Linked DNA regions of Mus musculus: region 2 is linked to region 1. A link is a contact called in public HiChIP or PLAC-seq data. All regions are on one chromosome and are shown on one strand. Each heading gives the region's core, a stretch centred on a gene start, on an enhancer-like site or on the middle of the called end of the contact. The rest is flanking DNA. Distances are from core to core; before and after follow the strand shown.

Region 1 (6,479 bases), core at 1,877-4,376:
GTGGTCGAGAGCTTCCCTGACTCATGTGATCACAGCTGTGGGGGTCTGTCCCTGGACTTGAAAGAAAAAGTGTTGAGTTCCTAGTTTAGTAATCACTCAACTTTAAAACACAATTTAATTAATTGAGTTTATTTTTTATTGCATATTTATTTGTTTTGTGTGTGTGTGTGTGTGTGTGTGTGTGTGTGTGCACATGCACACGTGCGCATACATATGCCACAATGCCCATGCAGAGGTCAGAGCATAACCTGAGGGAGTTTTCTCTCCTTCTACTATGCGGGTCTCAGAGATTAACTTAGGACTCCCTTGGTGGCAAGTGTCTTTACCTGCTGAGTCATCTCATGGTTCTCATTTTCATTTTTACTGAAGAAACAACAGTAGAAAGCCAGGGCATGGTGGGCACAGTGGGCTTGGTGGGCACGGTGACAGAAGCCTTTGATTCTAATACTCTGAAGCAGCAGCAAGCAGGCTTTTTATGAGTTCTAGGCCAGTCAGGGCTGCATAGTGAATTCTTTGTCTCAAAACAAAATATCCAGCAGTGCTGGGCAGGATTTGGGTGGGGGATGGCTCAGTGGATAAAGCATTTGCTGTAAAGCTTGAGGACAGAGTTCACATCTCCAGAGACCTCCCTCCCCCTCCCCCAAGCCAGATGCAGTGAACAAGCGTCTGCCCTCCAAGTCTTCCTATGGTGACAGAAGACACTGGCCAGTGAGCCTGCCTTACACAGCAATGAGCACCCAGCAAGAGACCATGCCTCAAGCAGACACCTGCAGTTGCCCTCTGACCTCCACATGGACGCCATGGCAAACGCATACCCACCTTCGCACACTGTACACACACATACCCTACACAAAGTTGATGGTAAACAAAATGCTAAGAGAATCCATACACTGATACAGATGTCATCCCAGCACTCAGGAGGGGAAAGTCAGAGGATTGGCAGTTGCAGCCTAGCCTGGACTACAGAGGTGAACCCAGTCTTAAAGAACCAAAGTCAAAGCAAACCAACAATAACAACAACAACAAAAAACAGCTGGGAGAGAAAGCAAGTGCAGAGTTAGGGTTATCTACAGCAGATGCCCAACAAACATGGGCGTACACCACCAGCCAACATTGTGTCCTCTGTGAGTCGCCACTGGTAGAGAAAAATCACATTTCATGTAAAGCATATGTGAGAAAGACATAGAGGGGGCCTGGTGGCACAGGTCTCCAATCCCAACTATTTGGAAGACTAAAGCAGAAAAGCTACAAGTACAAAGGCCAGATGAGTGGCAGAGTGAGCTCAAGGCAAGCCTGGCAACGTAGTAAGAGCCTATCTCAAAATTAAAAGCACAAACAACAGTTGAGCTTACAGCGCAGTAGAGCACTTTCCCAGCCTGGAGGAGACTCAGTTCTCAGTGCTGAGGGAAGAAAAAGGAAATGTGACCGTTCTGAGGTGTAGCAGTCACCAGAAGCAAAGCCCAAAGGCTTTTTTTTTTCCTATTTTTTTTTCTATTTTTTATGTAATCTATTGGGTTTTTGAGAAATGCATTCTAGAGCCAGAGAGATGGCTTAGTGATCAAGAGCACTGGCTCTCCCCCCCCAGAACTCGGTTTGATTCCCAGCACCCGTATTCCCACTCACAAAGACCTATAATTCCAGTGCCAGGGAATTTGACACCCTCTTCTGGCCCATTCTGGTACTGCATGCATACAGTGCAACACACATACACACACACACACATACAAATAAATATTGGGCTGAAGAGATGGTTCAGCCTTTAAAGGCTAGGCTCACAACCAAAAATATGAAAATAAATATATTGAAGAAGAAGCGTATTGAGAGGCTTCTGAGGGAGGACAGTCAATTTAGTTTACATATCTTGACAGTGTTGCAAAGCAACACAACCCGCTGAAGGAACAAGGATGTGCTTGTTGGTGTCTGAAGAATGGCAAGGATGGACATCCCAAGACTCACTCAGGAGTCAGAGCTCAGATGTAGGAGGACCGGCAACGTGCTTTACACGTTTCCCAGTGCACACAGGGAAAATGGGGTCCTCTTACTAAAAAGTATTAAGACTTTCCAGACGAGGGCCAGAGAGCATTGAACCAAGCATGGGGCCTTCATTAACACAAAGCCCTCTGCAAACCCAAAGGTCATGTGGTTTTAGCCGAGTTCACTTTGGGGCAGAGTTGGTTAAGACAACTGAACAGTTCAACTCCAATCCACATGTTGGCCATGTGCTGAAACATCTTCATTTGTTAAAGCATAGGGGCACAGACATGCAAGCACTTTTCAAATCTCTGCATGGTGGGTTGGGGAGATGCCTGGGAGGGCAAGAGCACTTACTCTGCAAGCATGAGGGCATGACTTTGAATCCCAGCACCCATGTTAAAAAGCCAGCTACGGGGCTGGTGAGATGGCTCAGTGGGTAAGAGCACCCGACTGTTCTTCCGAAGGTCCAGAGTTCAAATCCCAGCAACCACATGGTGGCTCACAGCCATCTGTAACAAGATCTGACTCCCTCTTCTGGAGTGTCTGAAGACAGCTACAGTGTACTTACATATAATAAATAGGTAAATCTTAAAAAAAAAAAAAAAAAAAAAAAAAAAGCCAGCTACGGCTGAATGTGTCTGTAACTTCAGAACTGAGAGGCAGAGTCGGGGGGGGGGGGGGGGAGCCCGAGAACTTGTTGGCAAGCCACTGTGGCCTAATGGCAATCTGGCTCAGTGAGATTCTGTTTCAAGGCAATACCACCCAGAGCAATAGAACACACAGACCTTCCAACACCCTGCTTTGGCCTCCAAATGCAGACACAAGGGCATGCACACTCAAATGCTCGCACCATACATATACAACACACAGCATCTCTGGATGGCTGAATTTGCTGGCATCTCACTGGGCCTCAGCAGGCCACATGACCGGTAGCTCAGGGAGTGGATAGGTGTTAAAAACAAAGGGCAGAAATACACGGATCCCCCGATCTCACTCCACTACTCAGAAACAGACACGTCTGAGTGCTGAGCTGCCTGGTGCTTTGCTTGCTAGAGATGGTTTCGGTTAACAGTCCGCAGCCTGATTTGAAGCAGGCATTGACGATGGTGAAGATTGTTAGCACTGCCTCCTCCCCAGAGGGTGTTCCTTTTCCAAGTATCCTGTGAAGCACCCGGTGGTGTGACTCATGCTTTTTCAACACCAACGCACATTAGCTGTCCAGTGGGGACAATACTCATAAGAATAATCGAAAGGAAAGAGGTGTTACAATTTCTGTATAGCATTAACAATGCCAAAGAAATCACAGGCCTGGCCCTTGTCTTTGTCAGAGGTGGGAAGAAATGTTATCTCTGATTTCAAGTGGTGTGTCAACACGCTGTGGTCAGCGGCTTGGAGGGACAGACTGGCATAATAGGACATTCAGTACTGAGGATAAGACACCAGGAAATTGAACTCATTGCAGGAGGAGGCTTTGGCAGCCGGGTGAACACTTTCCAAACACTCAGCTTCTTTGTTCTTTGGTAAAGAAAAGACACATTATTTAATGTATTAGGGCATGTACTTAAGAGCTGTACAAAATACCAGGAAATGTGAAGAAGGTCTTTCCAGTGATGAACCCAAACAAAATTAACTAGAAACTTATTTGCAGCTAGCCACCTGCCTAGTTAAAACATCTAACCTTTCAGCTTTGGAGTGAGGTGTGTCCTTAGCTGCTAATGAAAAGCTAAGTCTTCCATGGAACCTCACCATTATTTCTTGGTCAGTGTGGAACCAACTGTTGGGGTCATCAAACATTTGCTGCCTTATTTAAAAGCAAATAGTTGTTAATACATTCTAATTTAATAGAAAAAAATGGGATCTGTCATTAGCCCAGACATAGGCACAGAGATAAAGACAAAGGTAGGTAGAAACAGATGTACACATACACACACAACACACACACACATATGCATTCACATGCATTCAGGTGCACATGTGGGGGGATGTGCACGCACATGTGTGTGCATGTGTACAGAGGCCAGAGGCTAGCATCTGGTGTCTTCCTCGTTCACTTCCTTATTCACCACCTTACATACTGAGACAAAGTCTCTCAATCCCAAAGCTCACTGATTGGCTAGTCTAGCTAGCTGGCTTGCTCTGAGGAACCTCTGTCTCTGCCTGCCAGATGGTAGGACTATGCAAAGGTTACCATATGCACCTGACATTACATAGGTGTTGTAGAGCCACATCCCACCCCTCATACATGCTCAGCAAGCACTTTACCCAATGAACCACCTCCCAAGGCCTAAATAAAAAAATTTTAAAGATTTTAAAATGTATTTTATTTTTATGTGCACGTGTGTGCACCACATGTATGCAGGTACCTGCGGAAACCATATGAGGCCATCAGTTACAAGCAGTGGGCAAGCTGCCTGAAATGGACTAGGTATCAAGGCAAAAAGTACAGTGATCATTCTTAGCCACTGGCTATCTCCACAGCCCTATATATAAAATGATTTGAGATTTGTTTTCTTATCGTTTTTAATTGTATGTAGACATGTCTCTGCATGTGGGTGTGTGCACATGAACGCAGGTGCCTACAGAGGCTAGAGAAACATTCAAAGATTCTTTCCCCCTTACCATGAACTTAAGAGGTTGCAAGAACACTATACTATTACTGTGAAAATCTTGAAACCACAGAAAATTCACAGAGACAGTGCTGAGGTAAGGGAATTTGAACGAACTTGAACCTCAGCAATGTCACCTGAGTTCTTTTGATGAGGAGATTTAACCCAGTTACAGTTATTGTAATTGATGTTTCCTCTCATCAATTTTGTCTATGGGTTGTGGAGGGTGGGTTGAGGGTTTTTTTTTTTCAGTTTTTTTTTTTTAAGATTTATTTGTTTATTACATGTAAGTACACTGTAGCTGTCTTCAGACACTCCAGAAGAGGGCACCAGATCTCATTACAGATGGTTGTGAGCCACCATGTGGTTGCTGGGATTTGAACTCAGGACCTTCGGGAAGAGCAGTCAGTGCTCTTAACCGCTGAGCCATCTCTCCAGCCCCCCTTTTTCCAGTTTTTTAAAGATTTATTTTTTGGTGTAAGAGTGTATTTTCTGTGCACAGTGTGGGCACAGTGTCTCCAGAGGCCAGAGAAGGGTGTTGGAACCTTGGAAGTGGAGTAACAGAAAGCTGTGAACCATCATGCAGGTGTTGGGCACTGAACACAGACGCTCTGCAAGAGCAGCAAGTGCTCTTGAGCAGTGAGCATCTCTCCACACCCTTACTTCTGGCTTGTATGTCTTTAGCGTCCTTTCTCTGGACTTTATGATTTTAGAAGTTGGGCCATTAATCCAAATGAAAATCCTGTTCCTTTTTCAGGAGCCAACTCATGGGATAAAAAAGGATGGAGGTAAATGTATTGCCAGACCAAGTAGCCTATATTTCAGAGGAGGGCTCTGTATTCTTCTTAGAGTTCAGTATTAGCCCAGCATTGGTGGCCTTCAGTAGCGCCAGTGGCTACTTCTGTCTTAGAGAGAAGCATGAAGCTGAGATCTGGGACAAATATTGCTTTAACCTCAGTCTCCATTGTTTCAGAGGCCCTATGGTAAAAGGAGGTCTGGAGGTCTGTGGAGAAGGCTCCTTTGGAGAGGAGGACCTGAGTTTGGATCTCTGGCACCCACATAAAAAGATGGGCACAGCAGCTTTAGCCTGTAATCCTAGCCCTGGGGAGGTAGGAACAGGATACTTGGGGCTTGTTAGCCAGCTAATCTTATTGAATTAGTAAATTCTAGTTTCAGTGAGAGACCCTGGCTCTAATTAATAATAATAATAAAAACAATAACAACATGAAGAAGAAGGAAGGAGGAGGAGGAAGGAAGAAAAGGAGAGGAGGGATAGAGAGAAAGGACGGAGGAAGAAGAGGAGGAGGAGGACTGGCGAGATGGCCCTTCAATAAGGACACTTATTACCAAGCCTGAAGACATGAAGTTGATCTCCAGAACCCATGTGATAGAAGGAGAAAAATTACTCCTGCGGTTGTCCTTTGACCTCCATACATGTGTCATGGTCCTTACATACACACACACACACACACACACACACACACACACACACACACACACACTAATGCACACAAAAATGGGGGCGGGGGGGGGGGGAGAAAGAATCTGCCTCCCAATCCTGGCCAGTCCTAAAGTTCAGAGCCTTTCCCAGAGCAAATTAAACATAGTCCTTTGTTCAAAAATTAGCCACAGGATGCTCAATTCTCCTGATTTTAGAAGGCAGAAAGGCAGTGTCTGACCCAGCCAGGACACATGTGGCTCTGTAATTAATTAGCTTAGCAGAGGCCCGGGGAGAAAGATCTCACCCCCATATTGGTGTGCATCTCACCTTGACTTTCCCAGAGGCCTCCTTGGGAAGCAGAGCCAGGCCCAGGAACCCCTAGCCCACTCTTTCCTCTTTGGGAGTAGTGATGGACTTATCTGATAAAGTGTATATGGACATAAGTATACTTTTATCTG
Region 2 (6,720 bases), core at 3,643-6,142, 250 kb after region 1:
TTTAGGCTAAAGCCAAAACACATACTGTGGAGTTCAGGGTCTTTTTCATCTTCTACAATGCCCTCATATTAAGAGTGGCATCAAGGATATAGGTCAGATCTCCTGGATTCCTCTCCTGTGGTCACTGCAACACACTCTGGTCCTTTCTGACGACACCGCCTGTGGCCTGCCTGCCTACCCTCTCCCTGCCCCATCCCAGGCAGCTTGATTGTTCAGCTGGTTTTGTGGTGAAAGCTGAACAACCTTTTCAAGCCACTCCCCATTCTTACTAGAGCCTGATGCCTCCCACAGGCCATCAGTAAGTGCCTCTCACGTCCCCATTATAGCACGGGGTCAGGACTCATGAGAATCTAATGACTAGAGCATGGCCAGAAAGAAAGGGTGCAGAGCAAGCAAGGGGGTGGCCTGAGTCCTGTCCCTGGAGCCCTTGCAGCCCACACGGCTGAGTGTGAGCATCTCTTGGGCTGGACACACTTGTCATCTACACTAGTTGAGAAGAGGCCTCACAGTCTGCCATGAGCTGCTCTAAGTGCTGATCCTGGAGAACGCGCTGCAGCTTTCCAAAGTCTGCTCGTGTCTACTCTTCTCTTAGCCCACCTCTCCCCGAGGGTCACTGTGCACTCCTGGAAGCAGTGTGCAGAAGTCTGTACTACTGTTACGTGCTTCGTGGTGTGATTTAAGTTCCCTGCCCCAAGTTTTGTGTGTTGGAACCGCAACTCTCAGTGGGAGGCCTGAAGGAAGTCTCATGATCATTCCTGCCTTTGGCTCTCGGGCTCTCCTGCGGCCCCTTTAACTTCTGCTTTGCATCAGGAGTTGAAGCAGCATAAGGTTTCACCGTAAGATGGACACCAAATGACCCTTGGATTTCCCAGCCTCCAGGACTATAAATCCCTTTATAAGTCGGACAGTCTTCGTGTGACTTCTCTGCAGCATTGTAGCCATATCCTCCTCATTCCTACCTGGAAGTTTTCCAATGGTAAAGGACTGTCTTTCCCCAGTCTTAATTTCAGAGAGATGGAAAAGAATATAAACTTGACACGTTCCTGAATACATGTGCCCTTGCTATGTTAAATTCACCGATTCTCAAGCAACCAAAATGATGAGACACTTTGAGGCGAGGATCTTTCACACATTAGTAAACACAGTTGGGAACACAGGGCAACCTGGTCCACATGGACTTTAACTGGCTGGACCGGCAGTAAGAGGCGTGGCTTTCCTCATGCATCTTTGTTGGAACACGACCCTCTTTAGACCATGGCCTCTCCACTTGAGCAGCACTAGCAGCTGTGCTGCACACCGCCATTGCTTATAGAATACTTGCCTCTGTTTCCTAACTGTTGTCACCTCCTGCCCTTTTTGACAACCAAAAAAAAATCTCCAGAAATCAACAAAGGTTCAGAGTTGGGGATTGTGGTAGTTAGTGGAAGTTTGTAGGAATGGGAGAGGTGGCCTTGTTGGAGGAGGTGTGTCAATGGAGTTGGCTCTGAGGCTTCCAAGGCCCACCCCAGGCCCAGTGTCTGCTTGCCTGCTTCCTACAGAGCAGGCTGTAAAGCTCTTTCTCAGCTACCGTTCCAGCAGCACCTGTCTGTTTCCTGCCAGGACACTCATGGACTAACGTAACCCTTTGAAACTGTAAACAAACCCCTCAATGAAATGCCTTCTTCTGTAAGAGCTGTCTTTAACATGGTGTCTCCTCACAGCAATACAATACTGACTAAGGTAGGGATAAAGTTAGTCCCAGTTTTTCCAGATCTCTGAGGCACCCAGAGCTCTAGACCTCATGAGCTTTCTGAGTGCTATCTCTGGCAGGCACACATGTGGGTAAAATGTTAAGCAAGAGACAAATAAGGCCGGGCATTGGTGGCACACGCCTTTAATCCCAGCACTTGGGAGGCAGAGGCAGGCAGATTTCTGAGTTCGAGGCCAGCCTGGTCTACAGAGTGAGTTTCAGGATAGCCAGGGTTATACAGAGAAACCCTGGCTCAGGGAAAAAAAAAGAGAGAGAGAAGCTCACTAAGATCTTGGGGAGAATGATAATGAACTAAACAAATTTACACATTCAGGTCAAGAAAGACACTCAGCAGTCGGACACAATGCCTCAGGCAGGTTAAGCACTTGGTATTCGAGTGTGAGGAGCAGCACCCATGGAAAGGCAGGCATGGGAGCACACCTGGGATGTGCTCCAATGGAGAGATGGGAGGTGGACACGAGAGAAGCCCCAGAATTGCCCTGGGCAGGGGACCCAGAATGCAGTGGAAAAACAGGTGGAAGGTGAGGACAAAACCCAGGCTGTCTTTTGACCCTACATGTGCACCATGGCACAGGGGTTGGGAATAATTACAGAAGAAAGAAAAATAAATGCTCTGACAAAAACCCCAAAGAGTGGCATGACAGAAATGCCTTGTGCCTGTGGGAGAGATGGGATTGGTGACATGGCTTCTTTGAGTTTTAGAGCAACAGCCTGGCTGCTGGGTTGAGGAGAGCAAAGGAGACAGGTGGGAGCTGTTTAGATTATATTACTCCAAAACCAGAAAACCCTGACCCTGCAAGTCTGGCTCACGAAGTTTAGTATCAGAGGCTACGGTGGCTCCTAAACAGCAACGACTTGGAACACCAACCTCCTAGAAACCCAGAAGTGACTGCAGAATTCATTTCGGCTGTTGACCTTTACAGTTCTGCATTTCTTTTCTCTATGCTTTCAGTTTTCGTCAATGCTTTTTCCTCTTTGATGACGGATTTTCCTGCTTGTTACTTGTTAACAGGCATGAAAAAGACTTCTCAGAGTCTTCCCTCCTGACCCTTTGCAGTAGCTCCCAGAAGTTCTTATACTTTCCCCGAGCACAAGGAATGTGGGACACTTACCCCGACGCAGAGTGTGCGGGCTGGGACCGGCTGCACTGTGAGGTGTGCTTACTGAGAGCTGATGGGAGTTGCCACCTGTCTGAGCCTGGTTTGGGACCGTGGTCATCTGGTTGCTGTTCCTTCCTGCTGCAGGGACAGCTGCAGACACGGAGTCTTTGGGTTTTGGAGGACTGAGAAGGGTAAACGTGAAGTTACAAGTCAGAGGTCAGGCATTCCCTGGTAGAAGCTAAGCACATAAAATCTAGCTCATCCTTGTAGGGGGGTTGGGAATGTGAAGTTCCAGGACTTCTTACAGATACCAAAAGTCAAGGCTGTGGCAGCCCTGTATACAAAATGGCATTAGAACCTAACTGTCAACACCTTCCTGAGCCACCTCTCATAACAACCAAGACAGTGGAGAAGCTACCGGAATGCCGGGTATGCTGTACCGTCTGGAGAATGGCAGACAAAACAAAACAGTGTCTAACACAATGGGGTTTTGTTTTTAAGATCTGTGTGTGTGCTACATGTGTGCAGGTATGCACAGACGTTAGAGGAGGACTAGAGTTACAGGTGGATGCAAGCCTGTGGGTGCTGGGAATTGAAGTCTGGTCCTCTGGAAGAGCATCGGGTATTTTAAGCACTGAGCCATCTCTCCAGCCCTACAGAGAGAGTTTGAGAAATCATCGGAACCCAGAGAGATGAAGATTATCTGACATTTTAAAGAGCTCGGATTGGGCAGATAAGTAGATCTTACTCAGAGACTAGGCATTGAGATTCCCTGTAACAGACTAAGTTTCAGCTCCTTTGCCACAGAGATTAAGGCCAAGCATCTCAGAGCATCCACAGTAAGCCTCATGTTCTGTTTTGCATGTCCTTAAATTGGGTGTTATTTTAAGCAAATGAGGCTTGGGGACTTTTTCCTAGCTGTTGTACAAAAGTAACAAACATAAAGCAACTCTGCCATCAGTTACCTGGACTGAGGAGCTCTGAGGAGCTGCCCGATGACAGCCTAAAGCTGACAGCCAATTCAGGCCTCCTACTTCCCGGCTCACAGCTTTCTATACCAAAGATCACATTTTGTCAAGGTCACCAAAGGGCAGATGCCATTGAAGTGTGCACAAAGATATTTCAAGTATAGAAACTAGAAGGCAGACTGATGGCTGACACACACTCCTCTTTCTGCAGACGGCTGACTACTTCCTTAAATATTCAGCTTTGGTTAAACAAACTGCATGTCATAAGGAAATTGGCTTATCACTTGGACAAACAAAAACCATTTACTCTAAAACCAAGGCCCGCATGTCGGAGTGGTCACTGACAGCATGGTACCTCCAGCACATTCCTAAAGCACAGCCAAGACTTCTTGACTGAAAGATGGACTTCCCTAGATTACAGGACTCATGGATGAACATAAGCACTGAGTCCAGCTACGGCGATAAAACAAGAGTCCTGTGCTCTCTCTGACGTCTACTGACATACCTTGCAAGTGCTCCGACCTGAGCTACATCCTCAGCCCTATGCTTTAGTTTTTACTTTGAGACAAGGTCTCACTGTTACCCAGACTGGCCTTGAACTTGTAATTATTCTTCCTTCCAAGTAACTGGGATTATGGGCTAACCACCAAAAAGATGCAATCAGAGTTCCGCAAGGAAACCCATCTGTGTGATAAACCACACATGGTAAACAGGCTTTGCTTTGTGCACATGTACTGCACACATATGCACATTTGTGCATTTGTGACCATGGGGCACTGTGTGGCTGTCCAAAGACAAGGACTAAAACAATGACAACTGAAACATCAGCACTTGGGCAGGGCTCATCTCCTGTAGAGCCACCAGATCTGAAGCAGAGATCAGTCCTGCAGTGGCCTCTGCTTGATCAGTGGAGAACTGGGTGGTACAGAGCAGAAATCTCCAGCCTGAAGGCCTCGTAAGGTAATCCCTGTGAAGCCCAGCTCCCAGCATCGTGTCAAAGTTCAAGCAAATGAACAAGCCTTTTCAGAACACATGCCACCTTACTTTCTTTCTTGGACCCGTGTGCCTAAGGGGTGGAGGGACCCTTAGTCACCCAGTGTGCTGGCAGCCTGGTGCAACAGCAGCTATTTGGCAACTCTGTGCAACTGAATGTAATTATTAAATGAGCAAACGGATGACAAATGGCAAGAATCCTGTGACTCAGCTAGCGCCCAGGCAAAGGGTACGTGAACACTGAGAGCTACACACTGAACAGGTAGAGGCCGAGCACACCATTAGACACCTGTTAGTCTCTACTTTCCAGCACCAAAGCACACCAACATGTGCTGCTAAGCAAACAAGCAATTTGCAATCTCTCTCCCCCACTAACCAAAGGAGTGAAAGCAACTTTGGTTTGCTCTCTGCCGCCACGCCAAAGATGGCCACTTGGAAGTAGGCAGGGGCATCCAGCCTTGTCTGCCAGCAGAAGTGGGCTCCTTACCTGCTGTCACCTGGGCTCAGCCCCTGCTCCAATATGCCCGTAGAAGAGAAGACAGGCCCACCCCCTGAGCTGCTGTCAGCCCTAGAGCTCTGAGAAGGGGGCTCTGGGCCTGCTGGAGCCAAGGCGTTGCCATCCGTGGGCGGGAGTGGCGGCTGGAAAGCGGGGGCTATGTGCTTTCTATTTAGAGTGCCACCCCGCCGGTGGGCCTGGAAGTCCATTAGCTTCACACCAAAGCTACACAGAGAGAAGAAACAGTCAACACACCACACATGCCGACTAGAGAGACAGAAGCCCGCAGGTTCTCACTGTTAAAACCACTGAAGGGACGCCGCCCACGTTGCCCAGCATGCAGGTAAGTGGCAAGACATGTCAGCGGTCATCCCAGTTACCAAAGCAAGCACCTGGTTCTGGCTTTGAACCCTAGCAAAGCCAACCTCACACACTGATCAACAGATGCCCCTGAGCAGGTGGTGTGTGCAGCTGAGAGCAAGCAGGCAGCCTCATGTCGAGTGACACAGTTCTGTGCCGATCGATCGATCGAGTTCCCATCTCACATGTGAGGAGGTGGAAGCCACATCCATAAGCACACCAGTGGCTGTGCAAGGCCACACCACTGCCCCTGAGCTTGCAGGAGACACAGACGCAACTGTGTGTATGTGTGCATTTGGCTGAAAGCTATGGATAGCTGGAAAAAACAGTTGGTTTCTGGTAGGATGGCGTCTGGAGGATGGGGCAGAAGGAACACACTCTTCATTCAGAGCATTAGGGTCTGCATTGCCAAACCTAATTTTCTTTTTTTTTTTTTTTAAGATTTATTTATTATTATATGTAAGTACACTGTAGCTGTCTTCAGACACAAAAGAGGGTGTCAGATCTCATTATGGATGGTTGTGAGCCACCATGTGGTTGCTGGGATTTGAACTTAGGATCTTCAGGAGAGCAGTCAGTGCTCTTAACCGCTGAGCCACCTCTCCAGCCCCCTAATTTTCTTTTCTTAAGTTTGGAACATTGAGAGCCTGGACCCCATTAACTGATGTTTTCTGGAGAATAAGCAGAGCAGACAGCTAAGAATGGTGTGTCATGGGCTAATGAGACTAATAACACCTCATGTAACTTAAATTCAGAAGAGTAACTGCTCTAATAGGCCACCAGGGGACGATGGCAAGGACTGAGTGAGGTTCAGGTCACAGTAGTCAATTACAAAGGATGACGGTGAATCTCAGGGAAAGCCTCTATGGAAGCGAAGCTTTCTCTGAACAAGAGAAGCCCACGGTGAGCAGTCTGCCAGGGTATGAGGGCAGCGAGCTGCTTCACACGGCTTCATCTTACTTGGAGAAACTGTCACTTGCTAGCATTTTCCTCACTTAAGGGCTACGTTGCCCGATGAAGGCAGGAATCATAGTCTTAATTAGAACTGAACAT

Evidence for each region. HiChIP or PLAC-seq counts read pairs in DNA pulled down with a chosen protein or histone mark.
Region 2: an HNF4G HiChIP or PLAC-seq map of pancreatic cancer cells shows a contact between it and region 1. The contact joins two enhancer-like sites. A contact is called at or near these places in 1 of 115 datasets of contacts at active chromatin or transcription factors (pancreatic cancer cells) and 2 of 9 other capture datasets (adipose tissue and embryonic stem cells).

Annotation. Positions count from the first base shown.
Region 1 is chr7:123,043,670-123,050,148 of GRCm38.p6, forward strand. It overlaps a transcript of Tnrc6a not described here. Among named protein-coding and RNA genes, the nearest start is that of Gm39084, 51 kb to the right of the region's middle. Within about 2 kb of position 3,127, at least 76 of the 459 cell types and tissues checked have an H3K27ac peak or open chromatin away from gene starts, as enhancers often do. A contact at or near this core is called in pancreatic cancer cells, where this site is marked.
Region 2 is chr7:123,289,174-123,295,893 of GRCm38.p6, forward strand. It overlaps Arhgap17 (Rho GTPase activating protein 17), which reads right to left. Exons shown (of 20, transcript NM_144529.2): 17 at 5,299-5,532; 18 at 2,863-3,032. Among named protein-coding and RNA genes, the nearest start is that of Arhgap17, 77 kb to the right of the region's middle. Within about 2 kb of position 4,893, at least 23 of the 459 cell types and tissues checked have an H3K27ac peak or open chromatin away from gene starts, as enhancers often do. A contact at or near this core is called in pancreatic cancer cells, where this site is marked.